Linked DNA regions of Arachis hypogaea: region 1 is linked to region 2. Evidence: chromatin contacts called from public Hi-C data. All regions are on one chromosome and are shown on one strand. Each heading gives the region's core, a stretch centred on a gene start, on an enhancer-like site or on the middle of the called end of the contact. The rest is flanking DNA. Distances are from core to core; before and after follow the strand shown. Region 1 overlaps LOC112722436 (zinc finger protein BRUTUS-like At1g18910). Region 2 holds the start of LOC112722435 (protein EARLY FLOWERING 5).

What was found. A called contact is a pair of places that touch in the nucleus more often than the background predicts.
Region 1: a contact with region 2 is called in a Hi-C map of leaf, with 5 times the contacts expected there. The contact joins the enhancer-like site here to the promoter of LOC112722435 in region 2. A contact is called at or near these places in 5 of 8 Hi-C or Micro-C datasets (leaf and an unstated tissue).

What each region holds. Positions count from the first base shown.
Region 1 is chr11:118,559,195-118,565,662 of arahy.Tifrunner.gnm2.J5K5, forward strand. LOC112722436 (zinc finger protein BRUTUS-like At1g18910) reads left to right here. Exons shown (of 12, transcript XM_025773449.3): 3 at 4,128-4,322; 4 at 4,400-4,746; 5 at 4,907-5,129; 6 at 5,521-6,468. Among protein-coding and RNA genes, the nearest start is that of LOC112724023, 11 kb to the right of the region's middle. Within about 2 kb of position 3,762, at least 1 of the 3 cell types and tissues checked has open chromatin away from gene starts, as enhancers often do.
Region 2 is chr11:118,367,530-118,373,940 of arahy.Tifrunner.gnm2.J5K5, forward strand. It overlaps LOC112722435 (protein EARLY FLOWERING 5), which reads right to left and starts at 3,866. Exons shown (of 10, transcript XM_025773448.3): 1 at 3,626-3,866; 2 at 3,341-3,533; 3 at 2,987-3,080; 4 at 1,870-1,955; 5 at 1,218-1,267; 6 at 1,060-1,129; 7 at 841-922; 8 at 339-754. The coding sequence starts at 3,421.

The DNA.
Region 1 (6,468 bases), core at 2,512-5,011, 190 kb after region 2:
TTCTCACACCAGCACCGCTGCAAGCGCTGCTTCTGTTATGGCTAGGTATAGGTAGAGTGGTTCTCCGGCTCTGGGCTTTCCGAGCACAGGTGGTGCTGCTAGGATTTCTTTGAAGTGGTTGAATGCCTCCTCGCACGCGGGAGTCCATTCAAACGCTATTCCCTTCTTCATCAGGTTGAAGAAGGGTAGGGCCTTTGCTGCTGATGCACCAAGGAATCGGGACAACGTGGTGAGCCTTCCCGCCAGCCGCTAAACGTCTTTGATGCAAACCAGACTCCTCATCTGGAGTATCGCTTGGCACTTTTCGAGGTTGGCTTCCACTCCCCTTTGGGTCATCATGAACCCCAGGAACTTTTCGGCCTCCATGGCAAAGGCGCACTTAAGCGGGTTGAGCCTCATGCCGTGTTGTCGGAGGGATGTGAACACATTCTCCAGGTCGCTTAGGATGTCATCGGGTCGGGCGGTCTTTGCGAGGATATCGTCCACGTAGACTTCCACCGTTTTGCCAATAAGATCACTGAATATTTTGTTCATCAGCCTCTGGTATGTCGCCCCCGCGTTTTTCAGGCCAAAAGGCATCACCTTGTAGTAGTAGGTCCCTCCTGGCGTTATGAACGCTGTTTTATCCTCATTTGGCCGGTGCATCGGTATCTGGTTGTAGCCGGAGTAGGTGTCCATGAAGCTTAGATACCGGTACCCCACGGCCGCGTCAACGAGTGCATCAATGTTGGGGAGGGGGTAGCAGTCCTTGGGACATGCCTTGTTGAGATCAGAGTAGTCTACACACATCCTCCATCTCCCGTTGTGCTTTTTTACCAGGACCACATTTGACAACCAGGTAGAATAGTCTAGTTCCCGGATAAACCCTACTTCAAGGAGGCTGGCCGTTTGTCTGGCCACTTCCTCTTCCCTTTCCTGAGACATTTTTCTTCTCCTTTGAGCCACTGGTTTGGCTTCCGGCCTGATGGCTAGGCGGTGTGACATGAGTCCAGAGTCTATCCCCGGTATATCAGCGGGTGTCCAGGCAAACAAATCGCCATTAGCTCTGATCATTTCCATCAGGGGCTCTTTTAATTCATGGGGGAGATTCCTATTCACGAACGTCATCTTGTCCTCCGTGTTCCCGACCCTAAACTTTTCCAGGTCCCATTCTGGTTCGAGCCTGGGCTTGTCGTCAATTCTGGCATCCAAGTCGGCGAGAAATACCCCCGATGCTTCCCTAGATTTCTTTCTTAACGAGAGACTGGCGTTGTCGCAAGCGACTGCCATTTCCAGGTCTCCCCTCATAGATCCTACTGACCCCTCTTCAGTTATGAACTTCATTACCAACATCCTTGTGCTGATGACTCCTCATAGGTCGTTGATGGTCTTTCTCCTCAGGATGATGTTGTAGGCGGTGGAGTCTCGTAGGATCACGAACTCCGCCATTATTGTTCTTCTCCCCTGGCCTTGTCCCAATGAGGTCGGCAGGGTGATTATGCCATCCGACTTGATGAAATGGTCGCCGAGCCCTACGACGCCGTGCTAGTGAGTCTGTAGGTCGGCGTCCCTTAGGCCTAAAGCGTCGAACACATTGCGGAACATGATGTTCAAGTCGGTCCCCGTATCTACAAGGATTCGCTTGACGAGACCGGTTCCTACTCTGGCCGTTATGACCATGGGAGGGCTTTCTCCGACTTCGTCGAACCATTGATCCTCCGGGCCGAATGAAATGGATGGGTGCTTCCTCGTGCTTCGTGCTGAGGACGAGGAGACCGCCAGAACTTCGGCGTCTTTCCTGTGTGCCGACCTTGACCTAGGCGCCGCATTCCTAGCTGTTACCACGTTCACTATCGTGAGGCCTCGGTCGTCGTCCTCCGGTTCTTGGCGTCGCTTTGCTGCCCGTGTCCTGTCTTCGCTGTCGTGGTCGCGATTCCGTCGTCTCGGTTCTCTAATGAGGTGGGAGAATTCAGCTAGCTTTCCATCCCTGATCGCTTGTTCTAATGCGTCCTTCAGGTCGAAACAATCCTGTGTCTTGTGTCCATAGCCCTTGTGATAGTCACAGTAGAGGCTTCGGTTTTCCCCTGTTCGTTCCTTTAGTGGTTGGGGCTTCGACAAGATCCCCTTTTCGGCGATTTGTTGATAAAATTCCATGATTGGTGCGGTGAGGGGAGTGTAATTGGTGAACTTCCCGACATAAGGAAACGGTCTGGGTGCCTTGCTCGGGCCGCCGTCCCTAGCGTGTTCCTTTTGTCCTTCTCTACTCCCGCGGTGCCGGTCTTGGTTGTAAGAGGGCTGCCGTTTGTTGGCGGCCACGACTTGGCTAACTTCTTCGTCGTTGATGTACTCCTTGGCTACACATTGAATCTCCTATATGGTCCACACCGGCTTCGTGGTGAGGTGCTTTCTGAAGTCCTCGTTCAGGAGTCCGTTTATCAGGCACAAGCTCGCAACTGAGTTCGTCAGCCCGTCTATTTCCAGGCACTCATCGTTGAATCGGTCTAGGTATTTTCTGGTCGGCTCTCCGGGCCGTTGGGTCACTCCAAGCAGGTTGATTGGGTGCTTTGCTTTTGCAATTTTTGTCGTGAATTGGGCTAGGAAGGTATGGCTGATGTCCGCAAAACTGGTCACTGAGCCCTGCGGGAGGTTATTGAACCACCATATTGCAGGTCCCACCAGGGTGACCGGGAAAGCGCGGCACCTTACCTCGTCTCCCACTCCCTCCAGGTTCATCCTGGCCTCAAAGGCCGTGAGGTGTTCCAGCGGGTCTTGCATTCCGTCATACCTCATGTCCGTTGGCTTGTCAAAGTGTTTTGGCAACCGGACTTCGAGGATGGAACGATGAAATGGGGTCGCTCCCATTATCACGGGTCCCCGCATTCTCGTTGTTCTCCCTTCGTCGTCCTCCTGACGAGTGTCCTCGTGGTTGCGATCTGTCGTACGCCGCCTCTCGTGCCTGGCGTAGATGAGGGGGTCGTGGCGTCTTCTCGCGCGCCCTCTTTCCCCAGCGCTCTCGGATTCAGCCTGAGGGCTGGCTGTGCGTCTGGAATGGCTCCTTGAATGAGAACGAGAGTGGCTTTGCTCTGGGGTGTGCTGGTCGTGTTTCCGGTCTGCTAGCCGGCATTCCAAGTCTTACATCTTGTTAACTGCTGTAGCGAAGCTGTCAGGGACGCGTGTCCGAGTCGGCGATCGGGCGCCTTATTCCTAACCATCCTGGTCGGGTGATGCCCAAGTCGGGCCGGCCCACATTCAATCTGGGCCAAGCCGTAACAAAAACATTTAAAAATTTCTTAAAAATAAGAATATTCAAAATTTAATTAAAAAAAATTCAAAATTTAAATTCAACAAAAAATTATTTTTATTGTCCTTCGTACTGAATTTGCTTGACAACCTACTATATGAAAATAGGCCAATTCTATGGTGCTTATGAGTTTTTATCTAACTTACTTTTGTAGTAAGTTTTGATTTTTTTAAAATTATTTATTTTTATATTTTTTAAATTAAATAATAACTTTTAACCTTTTTGAGTAAATAAGCACCACTTTTTAGGCACCATAGCATTTACCATGCAAATAACTACTATAAGCGTATAGCGGATCAGATCACAGGGAAATACTCTCAAAACAAAAACATAAAAAAAAGGAAATATTAATATTATTAATCTATCCAAGGAAAATATTATAGTGTGCTAGCATTCAGCAGACATTGATCTGACCAAAGAAAAATGATAATTGGGTAGCAGTTACGATTGGTTGTTTGGCCAGCACTATTAATTGCTTTACTTTTAAGTTTGTTGGTACATACAGTTATTATCTGTCAAAGCAGTGTCTGAACCACATGATGGGTAAAACAAGACAACAAATCGTACGAACTGATCATCTTTCTTGACCTATATGGGCTACATAGCATCTATAATTTTGGTATCATATTCTTTAATATTGTTGAGAGTATCACATCACCTCTAAATGGAACTTAGGCTTTATAAGCGCTTAGACAACCCTCACTCTCATATGTTAGTCTTTGAAGTTGAATTAAACCTACTTAATTCAAATAAAAAGATGTATCCTGGTTCGAGTATTTTTCGTACAATGTGGAATTGAATTTCAATAGTGACATTTTTGTTATAAAAAAATTGTATATTGATGCAGGTTTTTCCACTGGTGATACAAAAATTACCTACCGAAGAACAGGCTTCGCTTGTGTGGCAATTCATATGTAGTGTTCCTATAATATTGCTGGAGGAACTTTTACCATGGATGGTATCCTTCCTTTCCGAAGAGAAACAAGCAGAAGTCACTCAGTGTATAAATGAAATTGCACCAATGGAAAAAACACTCCAAGAGGTAGGCCCCAGTTCACTTCTTGATTATCTCTTTCTATGAACTTTGTGTATTTTTCTAATTCAGATAACATATCGAAGGTTTTGGTTTCTTGGATTGGAAGCAACAAACAAAGCTTCACTGAAGTCTCTTTTAAGGATGAAGTTCAAGGTGGTGCTCAATCCTTAGATATTGCAAGATCATTTCCGTTGGGTTCTTGCAATAGGAACTTCAAAGAACTTTCAAGTCAGATGGAAGTGAATGGCTCAAAAGACAAAGATGGGATCACCCAGGTTAATGTTCTTCATCTTTGGCATGATGCCATCATAAAGGATTTGGAAGAAATTCTGAAAGAACTTTGTTTAATAAAAAACTGCAGCTGCTTTCAGAATTTAGAATCACTGCTTATCCAACTGAAATTCTTTGCTGATGTCCTCACCTTCTACAGGTAATGCCTCTGACATTTTTTTCTGTGCTCGTCAAATTTTATCTAACTAATTCGTTTTAGCCAAGTTTTTCTTGCTAAAGTTCATGAACAACTATCCTTCGCTTCTTTCTAGAATGCTTGTTCAGTTGTCTGATCGTTGAATATGAATTTCCAATCACAGCAATGCTCAGAAAAGATTAGTATTGAAGAAACTTGCTGGTGACTGGTTGTCAAAGTCTACGGAACACTTTTGTGACGTAAGTCACATTGAAGATTTACAGCAGTTGTTATTCTATAGATCGGAAAGTGGAATGCCTTTGTGCGAATTCGTAGGGAACCTTTGTCAAAAACTTGACTCATTCGTATCAAGGCTCAGAAAGCAATTTGCTTTTCAAGAAAATGAGGTATACCTTTCTCTTGGTTACAACTGCACTGTACCTTTTAAAGTCATTACTTGGTTCTTAGTTTCTTTTACCAATCTAGGAAGGGAACAAGAGAACATCATATTAGTACATATATTATGATGGGACATATACGCATATTGTGGTTTTGAAACTATTGTATTTCTACTAAACGGACCTACCAGCATATGCATACACATTCGTTAATTAAGTTATTCATAATTATGGTTCTTACTAGGAGAGAAGAACGAACAAGAAATGAAAGGCAGAATACAACTAGTGATGTGTCTAGGAAAAGTCTAGTTTTGATTACTTCTTCTTATGAAAACATTGTACTCCCTCTATAAAGGGATGCTTAAAATGTTTGAAATTTTGACACCCTTATTTTGATCAGGTATTTCCTATCATTAGAAAGAATTGCAGCAATGGGATGCAAGAGGGACTTCTGAGCTTGAGCCTGTATATGATGCCACTTGGGTTAGTAAAGGGTGCTATAACTTGGTTTTCAGTTCACCTGCCTGAAAAAGAATCCAGGTCCATTCTCTATTTCAAAAAGAAAGGAAATCATGTTGCCTGTAAAGGTTTTGCATCGCTCTTACAAGAGTGGTTCCGCATTGGTTATTCAGGTAAAACTGCTATTGAAAAATTCCGACAGGACTTGCACCATATGTTCAAAAGCAAATACTCTTTCTTACCTGAGCAAATCAAGAAAGCGCCTGGGTTTTCTTTAAATTCTGACTGCCTGCCTCATAAGGTCTCTAGCAAGATGTGTCTGTCCTATCCCTCACCTTCGGGATCCAACAAGTACGAGACACCATACTCCACAGGAATTAATCTGCATATACTTTTTCCGGCCACAGTTGTTAAGTTGCATCAGAAGCTGGGATGCCATGCAGCAAATAGTTCTTCTGTTTCCTTTCTTGAAGATCCAAAACCAATTGACATAATTTTTTTCTTTCACAAGGCTATCAAGAAAGATTTGGACTACCTAGTTCTTGGCTCAGCTCAGTTAGAAGACAATGCTGAGTTGCTTATGGATTTCCACAAGCGATTCCACATCATATATTTTCTTTATCAAATCCATAGTGATGCAGAGGATGAAATAGTTTTCCCAGCTTTGGAGGCAAGTGGTAGGCTAAAAAACATTAGCCATGCCTATGCTTTCGATCACAATGTTGAAGTTAAACACTTCAATAAAATATCCCACATCCTTCATAAGATGTCTGTATTAGATATTTCGGTTTCTACATCCTTGGTAAGGTATCAGCATTTATGTAGGAAGCTGCAACAAATTTGCAAATCAATGCATAAATCACTTTCAGGCCATATTGACCGGGAGGAA
Region 2 (6,411 bases), core at 2,616-5,115:
ACCATTTCAAAATATGCATAAGGAGTACAGCCTATGTTCTGAAACATTTACATAAAAATATTGGGGCCAAAATGGTATAAACCTAAGATTTTACTCCAACACTATAAATCATATGCATTGATCTGACTTCACTATTTTTTAACATAAAAATATAATATATAATTGTTCTTTAGATTCATTTATTCTTCTCCTGGATTTTAAGAAATACAGGAGGCCCTGTATCTGCCAAATCATTTCAGATAAATGCTTCTTAGCTTTCCATTAATCTATAGTTCCTTTTCTATAATATTGTTTTAGATTATAGTTTCATGCCATTATAGATAAAAACATAAGCCTACCTGACCAGTCTCCTTAGAAGGCAAATCATCTGCAGATGAAGATTGGTTTCGCTCTTCACCTCCACTAGTGCCAGGTGGCGGTGGCTGAGACTGTGGTAGGGGTGGAGGTGGAGGGGGTATCGGGTGATTTGCAACTTGGTCTTTAGGTGGAGGACCAGGAGGTGGAGGTGGCAAAGGAGGTGGTGGTAATGATGTAGGTCCAGCAGTAGCAGGCTTCGGAGGCATGGGTGGTGGTGGAGGCAAAGGCAAAGATGCCGCAGGTAAAGCAGTGCCCTCGGCCAAACTTGAACTGCCAGCTTCAGGCAGTGGGGGTGGCGGCGGAGGTGGAGGTACAGTTAACATATCATCCCCTGACTCTGCTGCTGATGATGATGCAGCAGTACTCGATGAAGCACCAGATAAGGGAATTCTGGGACCTGAGAGCTCAGCACAAAGAGCCGGATCAGGCAACTAACAGCACATATTCATGATTTTAACAAAAATGAAAGGAAGCTCAACATACCTATAGACGATTTAAACATGGGAGGTTTCCCAGGTGGGGGAGCCCCTGTAGGGTTTAATGTTGGATGGTAATAAACGGAATCCTGTAAAAAAAATAATTAATTACTTAATAACTCAAAACTCTTAACTATATGCTAGTTTAGTTCTGTATGGTGAGAAAAATAAATAAATAAGCGAAACAAAACAAGACATGCAACCCAGAAACAACTCTAAATCCTACCTCAGGCTTTGGGTGTTTAACTCTCTCTTCTTCTTCTGCAGTTGTTCTTCTTCGGGGAGGCCCTAAATGACTGCCAAAAAGGCATTCTAGAATGTATAAACTAACAAAGAAAAAAGTGGGTCAAAAGGTTGCTTTTAAGCAATGGAGAAATCCCTCACCTGAACATAACAGGAGTCTCACCCTTCTCCTTCATTTTATCTTCATATTCCTAGTTAAGAAAGAAATCGGTTTTAGATCAATACATCATAAAAAGTAATAATTTACAGAAACTATTTATAGAAAAGATTAGCATACAACTGTGTGGAGTGACTTCTGAGTGTAAATTTAACTAAGGTCAGTTTCTGCTAATGGTGCAACATCATACTCAGGTAACGAATATTCCATAAAGCTTTACTTCTGCCTTTCACAACACAGTGCGGTCAATGTACTAAGTCAATCTGATGTTTAAATTTAACAATGACTCCCTACAGTCTTTGATTTAGTAGAAACAAAAAGACAGATTTTAACTACCAACATAGTTGAACATACAAGCTTTTATTTTGGACCTAGAAAATATCAATTAAAACTCACATAGAGGGGCATGAAAGTAAAGATGTGTTTTTAACCATGATGAAGAAACAGATAAAATCAACTTGGAAATTGGCCTCAGAGTGCCAGAGATCAACTATCACAGTTATATGTTCTCCATTTTTGTTTTTCGTAAAAAGGAAATAATTGTGTGCAGCATACAACTGAATTTCAATAAGGAAAGAAATATTTAACAATAAAGTGAAATGGTCCAAGAAAAAGAAAAGCACGGTATATTATTACCCTCCTCTTCTTTAGGACAAGGTTAAGTGTATCTTGTAGTTGTCTCTTCTTGTGCTTTCTTGCCTTATCCAAAGCACCATCAGCCTCTGCACCAACAATATACAATAAATTTGAATAGGTCAAAGTTCTAGACGACACCTAACTTTGTTAAAGCAGTATATGCCAAGAAATTAATCTAGTGAATAAAAGCAGAAGCTGTCAAATTGAGTAGGAAACGAGAGCAATAAAGAATTAATACGCCAACATCCCCCCCCCCCCCCCCAAACAATAAAAATGTCAAAAGATAAAGCAAAAAGAAGAGGTACATGCAAATGATCCACAGTTTTCTGAGCATAACTCACGAAACCATACAAAGCATTATCACACTGCACACCACAGGCCTAAACAAATGCACTGACTTTGAGGTACTTATGTTTTCAGACACGTAAAGTTTCACACTTGATTTACATAATTGTATGCATAATCGGGAATGGATCCTCTCAAATTTTTTTCCAATTGAAAGAGTAAAATGTGATCTCTAATCCTTCAATATTTTCTCCTTCCTGTTTTCTCTTGGTTCCACCAATAAAATGTATGGTGAGAGATCACACTATATCCCCTCAAGTGAAAAAAAAAAATTGAAAGGATCCATTCCCTGCATAAACTGCTATACAACTGTCAAAGTTTCATATTGCAATTGAAATCTCTATATACAAGTGAACATCCATAGTTCTTTGCCCGCCCTTCACTGAGACAGATAACATAATTCCTCCATTGAGAATCAAACAAGCTTCCCAAGATAACCACTAATTTGGCGGCAATTTGAAAGAATTTATGCTCACAAACTTACTGAACTCTATTTTCTTTAACTTCATGTAAATCTTGTCCTGTTAACTAGTTCTAATTATCAGAAGATGATCATGATTCTTGAAGAAATCTCAATTCTCGGCAGATATTACAAGTCACTACAAATTGGTTTTCACTATTGGACATGATAAGAGATTCATGCATTCTATAGCAAAACATATGATCAATTAATACTTTCATGATGACGACAATAACAATAATAATAAAACAATAACAACAACAACAAATAAATAAAAGAAAGTGGTGTGGGAAAGCTCAAGACTTGACATACTCATCATTTCCAAGTTCTCAATCTGTTTCTTCAGCTGTTCAGGATCTTTCTTAAGAATTCCCACTTCCCTCACCTTCTTCCTTTCCTTCTTATTCTGTAAAGAAAAAACAAAAGAACAAATAACTATAAACTAAATTAAAATAAATAATTAAGCAAGAACTTCGTAATAACAAAAATCTCAGTAGATAAAGCTGGGTTTCATTGAAGCAGCTACTAGGGTTAAAAAGAAAAACCCCTATGTCTATCATCATAATTTCCCTTTCAATTTGTACAGCGGCTACTTGCATTATAGTTTTTCAATTAATTAGGGTACATATTGAAAAAGAAAATTATGAGAAAAGAGTGAAGAATTACCCTTTTCAATTCCTTCTTGCGAAGCTCCTTTCGATAAGCATCGGTGGGATTCATGACCTTGCCACCCTTCGTGGTCTTCATTTTTTCTTATTTTTCAATTCTAAAGCTCAAAACCTCTTTCCCCCTTCTTTTCTACCTCTCTCAAGAATAAGCTCCTTGATTATCGTTAATTAACCTCGTCGTTTCGTTCCTACTGCAATTTCAATCAAACTAGTGAGGAGGAGGAGAACCGATAAACGACAAACGGGGAGTAAAACGGCGAGTTCATATGAGGTTATGGCTTACGATCCATTCACGCATTCGCACTCTTCCGGATTCTTTTTTTCTATTCTCTAACACTGCTTTGCGTTCCTCTCCGTTTGTTTCCGATGCACCGATTTCGATTACAGCCTTTTTTCAAAAGAAATATAAATAAATAAAAATAAATGAAATAAGTTTTGCAATATTTCTTGATGAACGGCCCATTGCACCTTTTTCCACCTCTTCTTGGGCTTTTATATGGGGCTCCATTTAGGATGCTGTATACGCAGATCATCTAGAGCTTCGTAGCTCAACTAGGGCCCTGATTGGTAACCTAACCCGGTAGGGTAACAGGCTTTCAGTCCGATCCATGGGATCGAGCCAAATTTAATAACAATGGAACGAATTGAGGCTTTTTTACATTTTTAACAAGGTGAAGTGGGATTGAGGTTGATTTCTACCTCTATAGATTTGAGTTGGTTGATAGAGAATTGGACAAGTGTTTTAAAAAGGACAATTTCTGCTCTCATTACAAAACTGGTTCAGAGATCTTTCCTGTTTTTTTTTTTTTTGGTGACTAGAGATCTTTCCTGTTGAATATATTTTATTTTGGTGATTATTATAAAAAACTGTATACTACACATGATAAAATTTTAGGGTAAAGTATACTTTTTGTCCCTGAAGTTTGACAAAAGTTTTAAAAAGAAATAACATTTACTCTTCAATAAATCTTGAATTCTCACCATAACATTACTCATATTAGGTGTTTCTTTCATTTTTCATTTTCAGAGTGTATTTTACTGCCCCTTAACTAATTTTTTTGCAACGTTTTTACTTATTCTCTCATATATATATATATATGATAATATATTTTAAATACATACTGTAACAAACTATCATTAATATATTCAGGCATTCAGTTAAAATATGCAGTTTGTTAGAATTAATTATTGTACCATATTATTTTTAATATTTTTCAAATAAAAATATAATGATATGAACCTCGTTATTCCTTCGCCTTGTGAGTGAATTATAATCTATAAGGATAATTAATTATTTTATATTAATTTATTTTTGTTTACTTTTTAGTTGATATGATTAATCATTATATATGTGTTTTGATTTTCTGTTTGGCTAATAGTTATTTTTTTAGTTAGAATGAATATAAAAAATTAAAAATACACCTGCTTAAACTGAAGTACAGAACTAAAAATAGGTCATTTTTTATATAATAATATCCAAAAAAAAAAATCAACTTATACGGAAGTCTTTAATTATCTCAGTTTAATTAATAATAACATAAATTATTATTCATTCGAACATTTCCTTCATCATGTGCACGAGCTCTACAATAAGAGCAAAATTTATCCTTTTTTAAGATACTTGTCTAACTCTTCGTCAACCAACTCAAATTTATAGGTGTAAAAATTAACTTTCATTTATACCGTAGACTTTACCATTTAACAAACTACAAGTAAATCACAAGTTACTATTATTTAGAAAGAAAAGGTGAATCCAATCATTTAATGCGATTCAAGTTTGTTTTAACAAAAATAATGAATGTAAATTTCATCAAGAGTAAGTATTTTAAAACACGTAAATCTACCTTCGACACTAAAATTTAAGAATAAATTGAGAGATTTTTTTGTTATCAATGCAATTTATATATTAGTAACTATAAATTTTAGTAAAGTTTCATTATCTTGGTATGATTTAGGTTCATTTCACTTTCAGTTCTGCTCATAAATTGAGTGCGCAGACGAAGATAGAGGTACATTTTCATAAATAATTTTGTCAGGTCAACTATAGTATCTGCCAATTACAAAAGATCCAATAACACAAAAAAAAAAGCATTCCACAATATTATATGAATCTAATCCTGCTTTAATTTTTTCCTATTGCTCACTGTAAAAATAAAAAACCAACTGCACATCCCACTCTTCCGTTTTTCTCGCATTCCCACTCACGTCGTTCACCCTGCCGTCTTCCTCTTCCGCTCCAATCACGTTGTCGCGCAACCCCACAATCAGTGTCAATCATCCGCTCATCGCCGCAACTACCACGACGCCAACGAAGGAAACCAATTGATCCCCCTTCACGTCATCGCGTCGCCCAACGCCGCCATCAAACCGATGTCATAATTCGTCCGCCTCAGCAAAAAGCCGCTAAGACGATGTCCATAACGCTATGAAGAGATCTCCAGATGGCACCCATTGTGCCGCGCCAAATCACGTCATCGACCGGCCTCCATCCACGCAATTCATTCGCCATGAAAGATGGACAAAGAACTCTCTCACTACCAATTGCAATAGATACCATGAGTAGGTAACTGTGGGATGTTTCTTTTATTAAACATGAGATTTTTTTGTTCGATCGAATGTTTTTTTTTAAAAAACTTGGAATGTTTCTATTGTTAATCTTAGAAAGTTTTTTTTTTGTTAAACTTGGGATGTTTCTTTTGTTAGATGCAGGTCAGCCTGGCGCAGCGTACAGAGGAGTAGCGGCGGAGGGTACAGCGGCAGCGCGACAGATAGTTGAAGACGAGGTACCAGCTACGTGATGAGAGGGGACTTCAAGTTGACGAAGCGATTACGCGATGATAATCAGTGGAGGGTTATGTTTTGCTAATCCTAATTTGGTGGCACTAATCCTAATTATTTAAAATTCTATTTTTTTAAATTCAAAATTCTATTTTTTTAATAAGTTGTTCAAGTTGGATAATAATCTAGTTGGTCTTATATACTTTTTTTGTGCATAAATACATCATGTGTTAATATTTTATTTTATCTTTATTATTTTATGAGAAAAAATATCGGAAAATTATTTTATTC